Regions from separate parts of the Hordeum vulgare genome. Here region 1 is linked to region 2. A link is a contact called in public Hi-C data. All regions are on one chromosome and are shown on one strand. The core of a region is the stretch at or near the end of the contact, and the rest is flanking DNA. Distances in the headings are between cores, read along the strand shown. Region 1 holds the start of LOC123404010 (probable aquaporin PIP2-2). Region 2 has its middle 120 kb from the start of LOC123404010.

Evidence for each region. Hi-C and Micro-C count contacts between places; a contact is called where the count stands out from the background.
Region 1: a contact with region 2 is called in a Hi-C map of leaf, with 6 times the contacts expected there. The contact joins the promoter of LOC123404010 here to the enhancer-like site in region 2. A contact is called at or near these places in 5 of 6 Hi-C or Micro-C datasets (leaf, seedling and an unstated tissue).

Annotation. Positions count from the first base shown.
Region 1 is chr6H:380,626,561-380,630,090 of MorexV3_pseudomolecules_assembly, reverse strand. LOC123404010 (probable aquaporin PIP2-2) reads right to left here and starts at 1,554. Exons shown (of 4, transcript XM_045097910.1): 1 at 1,090-1,554; 2 at 678-973. The coding sequence starts at 1,405.
Region 2 is chr6H:380,511,616-380,514,967 of MorexV3_pseudomolecules_assembly, reverse strand. No RefSeq gene overlaps it. Among protein-coding and RNA genes, the nearest start is that of LOC123404010, 120 kb to the left of the region's middle. Within about 2 kb of position 2,012, at least 3 of the 3 cell types and tissues checked have open chromatin away from gene starts, as enhancers often do. A contact at or near this core is called in leaf and seedling, where this site is marked.

The sequences.
Region 1 (3,530 bases), core at 305-2,804, 120 kb before region 2:
ATCTTGCATTTTTTGGGGCACTTTAGCATTTAGGTTCATTAAAATGCTTCATTTTGTCAGGATTTGTGAACTTGGTTGCCCTACTCCGGCGCTCCCTCCCAAAAGTATTTTGCTACTATAGCACTGCAAAAATGCTATATCTACGTAAGTAACTAACGTAAACTTACGTTCCTTATTTCCTTAACCAATCACCGGTCCCCTGATTTTTAGGGATGGGCCTGTATTGTTTTTATCTTTCAACTAACTCATGCCAGATCATCTTAAACGTAAGTTTACGTTAAAAACTTACGTAGATGTATCAAAGCTCATAGCACTGGTAGTAGAAATTGAGTATATGATTTGATAATCGCTTTTTAGTTTTTACCAACTATTAACTTCAGTAATTCGAGTTTAACTTACTAGAATATTCTTTCTGAGCACACTTGTTAGAATGTTTTCTCGTTCTTAAGTAAGTTGTTCCAATACTAAGTCAACGACTTCCGCAGCACTTTGATCTGCAGCCAATTCTATCATTGGCCATAAACCCATATACTCTAAAGTGTACTTTTCTTTTGATGGACACTGTAAAGTGTCTCTATGGTTTAATGGTATATATACTGCTACGCTATAGTAGCCATGAGCGATGCAACTAGCGAGACGTTTCAGTAGCCAGTCTCAGTAGTAGTACTAGTACTCACCGGGATGTGGGAATCACGGGCGTTGCGCTTGGGGTCGGTGGCGGAGAAGACCGTGTAGACGAGCACGAAGGTGCCGATGATCTCGGCCGCTAGACCGGTGCCCTTGGAGTAGCCTGCGCTGAGCTCGTTGGCGCCACCGCCGTACCGCACGTAGTAGGAGCTCTGGAAGCCCTTGACAAGGCCGACGCCGCAGATGGCGCCGAGGCACTGCGCGATGATGTAGAGCAGCGCCCGGATGAGCGACACCTTCCTCGCCAGGAACAACCCGAAGGTCACCGCCGGGTTGATGTGTCCACCTATGCATCGTGAAGAGAGAACGCGGGTCAGTCACACGCATGTGCATGATGCATGCATACATGCAGTTAGTATGCGCGAGAAGTTAAGAGAACTAGTGGTCGATCGACGGACGGACCTGAGACGCCGGCGGTGCAGTAGACGAGGACGAAGATCATGCCGCCGAAGGCCCATGCTATGCCGAGGATGCCGACGCCGCTGCAGGCCGCGTCGGTGGTGTTGACGGTGGGGTCGGACTGGTGCTTGTACCCGATGACGGTGGCCACGGTGATGTAGAGGAAGAGGAGCGTGGCGACGAACTCGGCGATCACCGCGCGGTACAGCGACCACTTGGTCAGCTCCTCGAAGTCCACGATCGGCGCCGGGGGCGGGTCCGAGTAGTCCTTGCTGGAGAACTCGCCCCCTTGGGGTGCCGCCTCAATGTCCTTGGCCATTGCTAAGCTAGCTCAACCTAGTGCCCTCTAGCTTGAACGGTGCTTGCTGCAGTTGTTCAGTGTGAGGAGAAAGGGGAGGGCCGGTCAGGTATATATGGGACGTGAGAGGGTGGCTCGTGCCGGGGAGAGGACGAGCTCATCATCAGCTCGAGTTTGGCCTGTTAAGGGGGGAGGCAGATTGATTATTAGCGAGGGATAAGGTTTTCTGCTTAGTTTTTGGGAGGTTTTGGGTTATAATTTGCCGCCCACAACCGACTATAGCATCATCGTTAGGTCGTTTTCGGAGCCTAACGAACTGGTGGCTAGTGATCAATTGGAGGGGAGGGGCTGTTTTCTAAGGTATGTGCAGTGCAGTGCAGTGCAGTGCGCTTACGTTGCTGCTGTACCGCCCTGGAAAAAAGAATATGCAGAAAGTTCAGAAAGCGCACCAAAGTGTTCTACTCTCGTTGCTTCTCGTTGCTGGTCACTGGCAAGCAACACATCATCAGTGATGGCAAAAAAAAAAGAGAGGATATAGCGACCTTTATCTAGGGGCGTGTAGAGTTAGCATGGGTTTTGCAGATGTCTTGGAACGATCAACGATGTGTCCGTTCCAAATGCATGCATGCATATGCAGCTCCAAGTAACTTTTGCTGTAGCGCCGACTACTCCCGACAATTTGGCAGTCCTACCTTTCAGAAAACAATTCAGTATACACAGACAATGACAGGAATTTCAACAGGTTCAGTATATACATGCTTATCCACCAATGGAGATGCCCAGAAACTTGATTGCCACCAATAACAAACAAGGACAGCGAATCATCGCTAAGACAGACAGCTCGCGCAGCTACTCTGCAAATGGAGATTCCTAACAGTAGCCTGATTAGTTGCAGCCTGCAAGCTGTATGACGTGAAGGCATAATAAGCTGCTCCCCCGCTCTTCTCCCCCCTTGCAGAAAACGTGCTCCCGAAATTTGAAGCCCGGCTGGTTAGGTCTCGCCTTTGTGCTTACGGAGAAATCGTGAACCATCGGTGGTCGCTTTCTCTGATCAAGACAAGTATAACAACGAAACAGATAGGCGCAGAACGTTCCTGTCTGCGAATATTTCTAGTATAGTACGTATACTCTACTACGGTGGAGTGGGCCCCTCGACCGATGACATCTCCTCCATTTTCCTTTCCCTCCCGCTACAACTCGTTCCCTGTAACGAACTCCCTCGAGATGCACAACGTACGTATTCTCATACGTCCATACGGCTCCTACTGGGACACGTGGGACAACAGAGACCTTCAGATTTACGGTATCCACATCAGCCGCGCGCGACCAGCCAATCCGGCGGTGCCACCTACGATCATGTGGCTGGAAAGCACCGGGCGGCTCGGGTCGCTCTCACGGCCCAATCATTCAGATTTTAGGAGATGCACCCGTCGACGTAGCTAGCAGCTAGTACTACAACTGTGATGCGGCTCGGACTTTATGCCGACGCAGGACAAGAGCTTGTTCTTGCACGCAAAAGAAACAAGAGCTCACACATTGCATGTAAAATTTACATCTTTGTGTGAAAAGAATGTATTAAAATCGTTAAGATACAACTCTCAGCCTCTACACTAATACGATCTTAGAAGCACCTAGCAACTCCAACGCGCCGATTCAAACGGACAATATTTTTGTCCTTGGGTCTGCCGTCCGTTCGACGTCCGTCGTATTTAACATTTAGATTGGTAATGCGTCCAACGTCCGGGATTTAAATTTATTGACGTGATCGGCTGTCCGTCCCTTTTCAACAAATATGAGCACGTTTTGCATTATTTAACAAGCAGACGTATAAAAAATAGCATAGTTTCACAATCAAATAAAACATAGTTTTTAAATAAATAAGTATAGTTTTACAAACTGAATAAAAATTAAATTGTCTTAAATACATATTAAAAAAGATACATCTATTGGTTGTCAACATGAGCCCACATATGCTCAACCAAATCATTTTGCAGCTCCACGTGAGTTTCTCAATCACACATTCATAATGAAATTGGATGAACTGTTCAAACGTTGTCGTTCCTCCATGCTCATGCACAATATTGTCATCCTGAAACTGAAACCCTTGATTGTATATACATTCCAGACGCTCATCTTTTACAATTAT
Region 2 (3,352 bases), core at 763-3,262:
CCATTTCATGACATCATACCAAGCTTTATGAATTTCGCATGAGTTTTGGATTTATAGGTTTAAAAACCAAGCTTCTCAATGTTTGCAATCCATCCACAACGCCAAGTTGTTCGAAATTCATTCCCACTTGCTTGTAAACTAAACATGCACCCAGGACACATATATTATTTTTCAACCAATTTTAATGCACTTAAGCACGTGCGTATAGTTAAAATTTGAAATATACACACTAAATGCCTAGAAAACTCACTTAATGTTTAAAAACGTCCTTACGAACCCTCGATAATTCAAGATTTTAACATGACACTACTAGTAATACATGTCGCCTCCCAAAAAAATTCAATGTGAGAAGATGCAATGAATGCCGCTCTGTGTACAAATGTGACATGTTCCCTATCAGAACCACGCGGCTTCTAGTGAGAAGCTCTAGTTTGTAAGAAGGTTATGCCAAAACTTTTCCCAATTTGAAGAAAGCATTTGCCACAGCATGTTGGTGCCAGTTCATGGCACCATGCCAAGTTTCATGAATTTCAGATGAGTTTCGGATTTATAGGAATTTAAAAATCAACATTTTCAATGTTTACGGCCGATCCACGACGCCGGGGTGTTTGGAATTCATTGGAACTAAACATGCAACGAGGGAACACATATGTGATTTTTAATCCATTTTGATGCACTCGAGCTTCTACACATAGTTAAAACTTTAAATATCCACACTAAATGCCTAGAAAACTCAATGAATGCATAAAAACGTCCAAACAAACATTGGACGATTCCAAATTTTAACACGACACTTGTAACAGCCCGAGGCCAACGCTCCACATGCCTTCCATTTATTTTGGGCTTCGTCGTGTGATTTATTTGTTTGTCGCAGTCATCCTCGCATCATTCGCATTTCATCGGCACTCTGTTGCCTTTATTTTCTAAAACTTGCATCCATTCGTAGTTGCCAGTTTTTTCGTTCTTCTCGTTGACCGTTTCGAGGCCAAACACACTCGCACGCGCCCGTGGCATCATTGAAAATATTGTCTTTAAAGTGGGTATAAAATATTTTTCAAATGGGTTGAAATTTGGCGTGCACTCTTATTATATTGTAGGTAGATCACCTATCAAATTTTGCCGCATTCGAGGGTCGTTTGATACCCGAACGAATAACCCTATAACGCCACTATAGCTGGTAAAACCACGGACACTTTCGGTATTTCTAAAACCTATGAGGGACCACACACTTCTCTCTCATCTCAGTCCAACACCTCTCCACATCGTACCACAACCCACCTAGTCTACCTCCTGACCGGAGCCGTCCGATCGAAATCGTAAGGTCTCAAAGCAGACTAAAACCTCCAACTTAGCCCTCCTTTTTATAAATAGACCCACTATCCTGCCTATTGTGGAAACCCTAGACCTGTGGGCCCCACAATCCGTGCCTCATCATTCCCACCACTACTCCGCACCAAACCTGGTCAAACGGGCCGGGCTAAACAGGCCGGCCCGCCAGCCCGCCACGACGGCACGACAGGGCCCGGCCCGGCACGATTTAAACGGGTCGTGTCAGGCACGCGACACGCCTCGGGCCGTGCCTGGGCCTGAGGGCTGGGCACGCGGGCCGCCACGGCACGACCCGTTTATTTTTTTTACTCATTTATATATATAGGATAAAAGAATTAACCTATATTAAAATAGGCCCAAAATAGCCTAACATGCCAAAATCAGTCCAAATAATAGCCTAAAAAAACTAACAGACTAACGGGCCTGGCGTGCCTACGGGCCGGCCCGTATAGCCTCCGTGTCGTGCGTGGGCCGGGAGGCTGCGCCGGTGAGCCGGCACGGCACGGCCCAGCTAATAATCGGACCCACGCGTGCCATGCTGTGCTTGGCACGATTATGGTGGGCCGGGCCGGGCCGGCCCGTTTGGCCAGGTCTGCTCCGCACCCACCACCTACGCCCTCCAACTCCCTCACCCGTCGCGTCCCGTCAGGCCCGATTCGGGCCCACGAAGCCCATCCACCGACGTCACGAAACCCACCCGTGCTCGTGCCCGTGAGCCTCCCCGACGGCCCGACCCGGCTGCTCTCGCGTTGGAAGCTCGCTCGAGCTTGCTGGAGGACCTCCTTGACCACGAGGCTGACGACCTCGACCAGGCCGGTCCCTTACTCTGGTCTCTCTTCCTCTCACTAATTTCTCTCTCTCTCTCTCCCTCCCGTTCTACAGGAACCCGCCATGGATGTCGCCGCCCAAGCTCTGGCCGCCACCGTTCATCGCGCCACCACCGGGTACGGTTGCCATGCGGCACGTTCTGTCTGTTCCCGACCTCACTGCACCTCGTGCCCTCCTCTATGTCGTCGCGCCGCCCGTAGGAGTTCATCAGCGCGGGCGCCTCCTCTGGTTCGTTGGAGGAGGACGATGCCCTCGTTCCCGCTTGCGTTGACCTCGCATTAGGCCGGGCCAACAACCGTCGTGAGCCCTAGCTGCACCCGCAGTTGGCGTGCCACGCCTACCGCATGGGCCGCCTCCAAGCCCATCCTTCACCAGTGCCACGTGCTGGCCCAGCCTCCTCTTGTGCCAAGCCAACTTCAGCCCAGCTGAGTACGGTGAGAACCTTAGCCCTAGCGTGTGTTAACCCGTGCCACGGGCCATATTTAGTATCTTGCGCCATTCCCTGTTAGCCCAGTTTCGCCCAGATTTGCCCCGTGTATTTTTTCTTCGTCTGCGATTTATCTAATTATCAAGACATTGCAGATTTTAAAAGAACATCATTTTAAAATGCTAATAATTAATTAACCGTGCATCGGATGAAATCGTTTTATATATGTAAAATGTTCAGAATTTCGTGTAAATTCACAATATCAAACTTTCACATGGGTTAATTTTTAAAAAATACTGTTTTCACGCAATTTGCATTAATGGCCTATTAAAACGGTTTATTTCATAACTAAATAAATGTAACTCCTATGCATGTGGCTCGTTCATGTAATTTGTTATTTGTGATGTTCTCTATCATGCCATGCCATTGGTTTTGATGTAAAAAATCTACATCATGTCCATTTGTTACACTTAAGTAGGTATATGTTAAATATTCTTTTTTGTTAATGAAAAGTACCATTTGCAAAAATCATACTAAGCAAACAATGCATCCTTTGGACTAGTGCCAATTGGGTAATTTATAGTATGTCGTGACTATTTGCTAGTATGTTTGCCATGCCATGAAATTCATGTTTAGTTAGTTTTCATAACATGAACATGCTTACACAATGTTGCTATTTTGAGATTTTAAAATATTTCTTAGTCTGAAAATTGTTATGCAACTTGTTGTTTTGTCTTCTTAATGGCCATTGATCTATAGCCCCTTTGT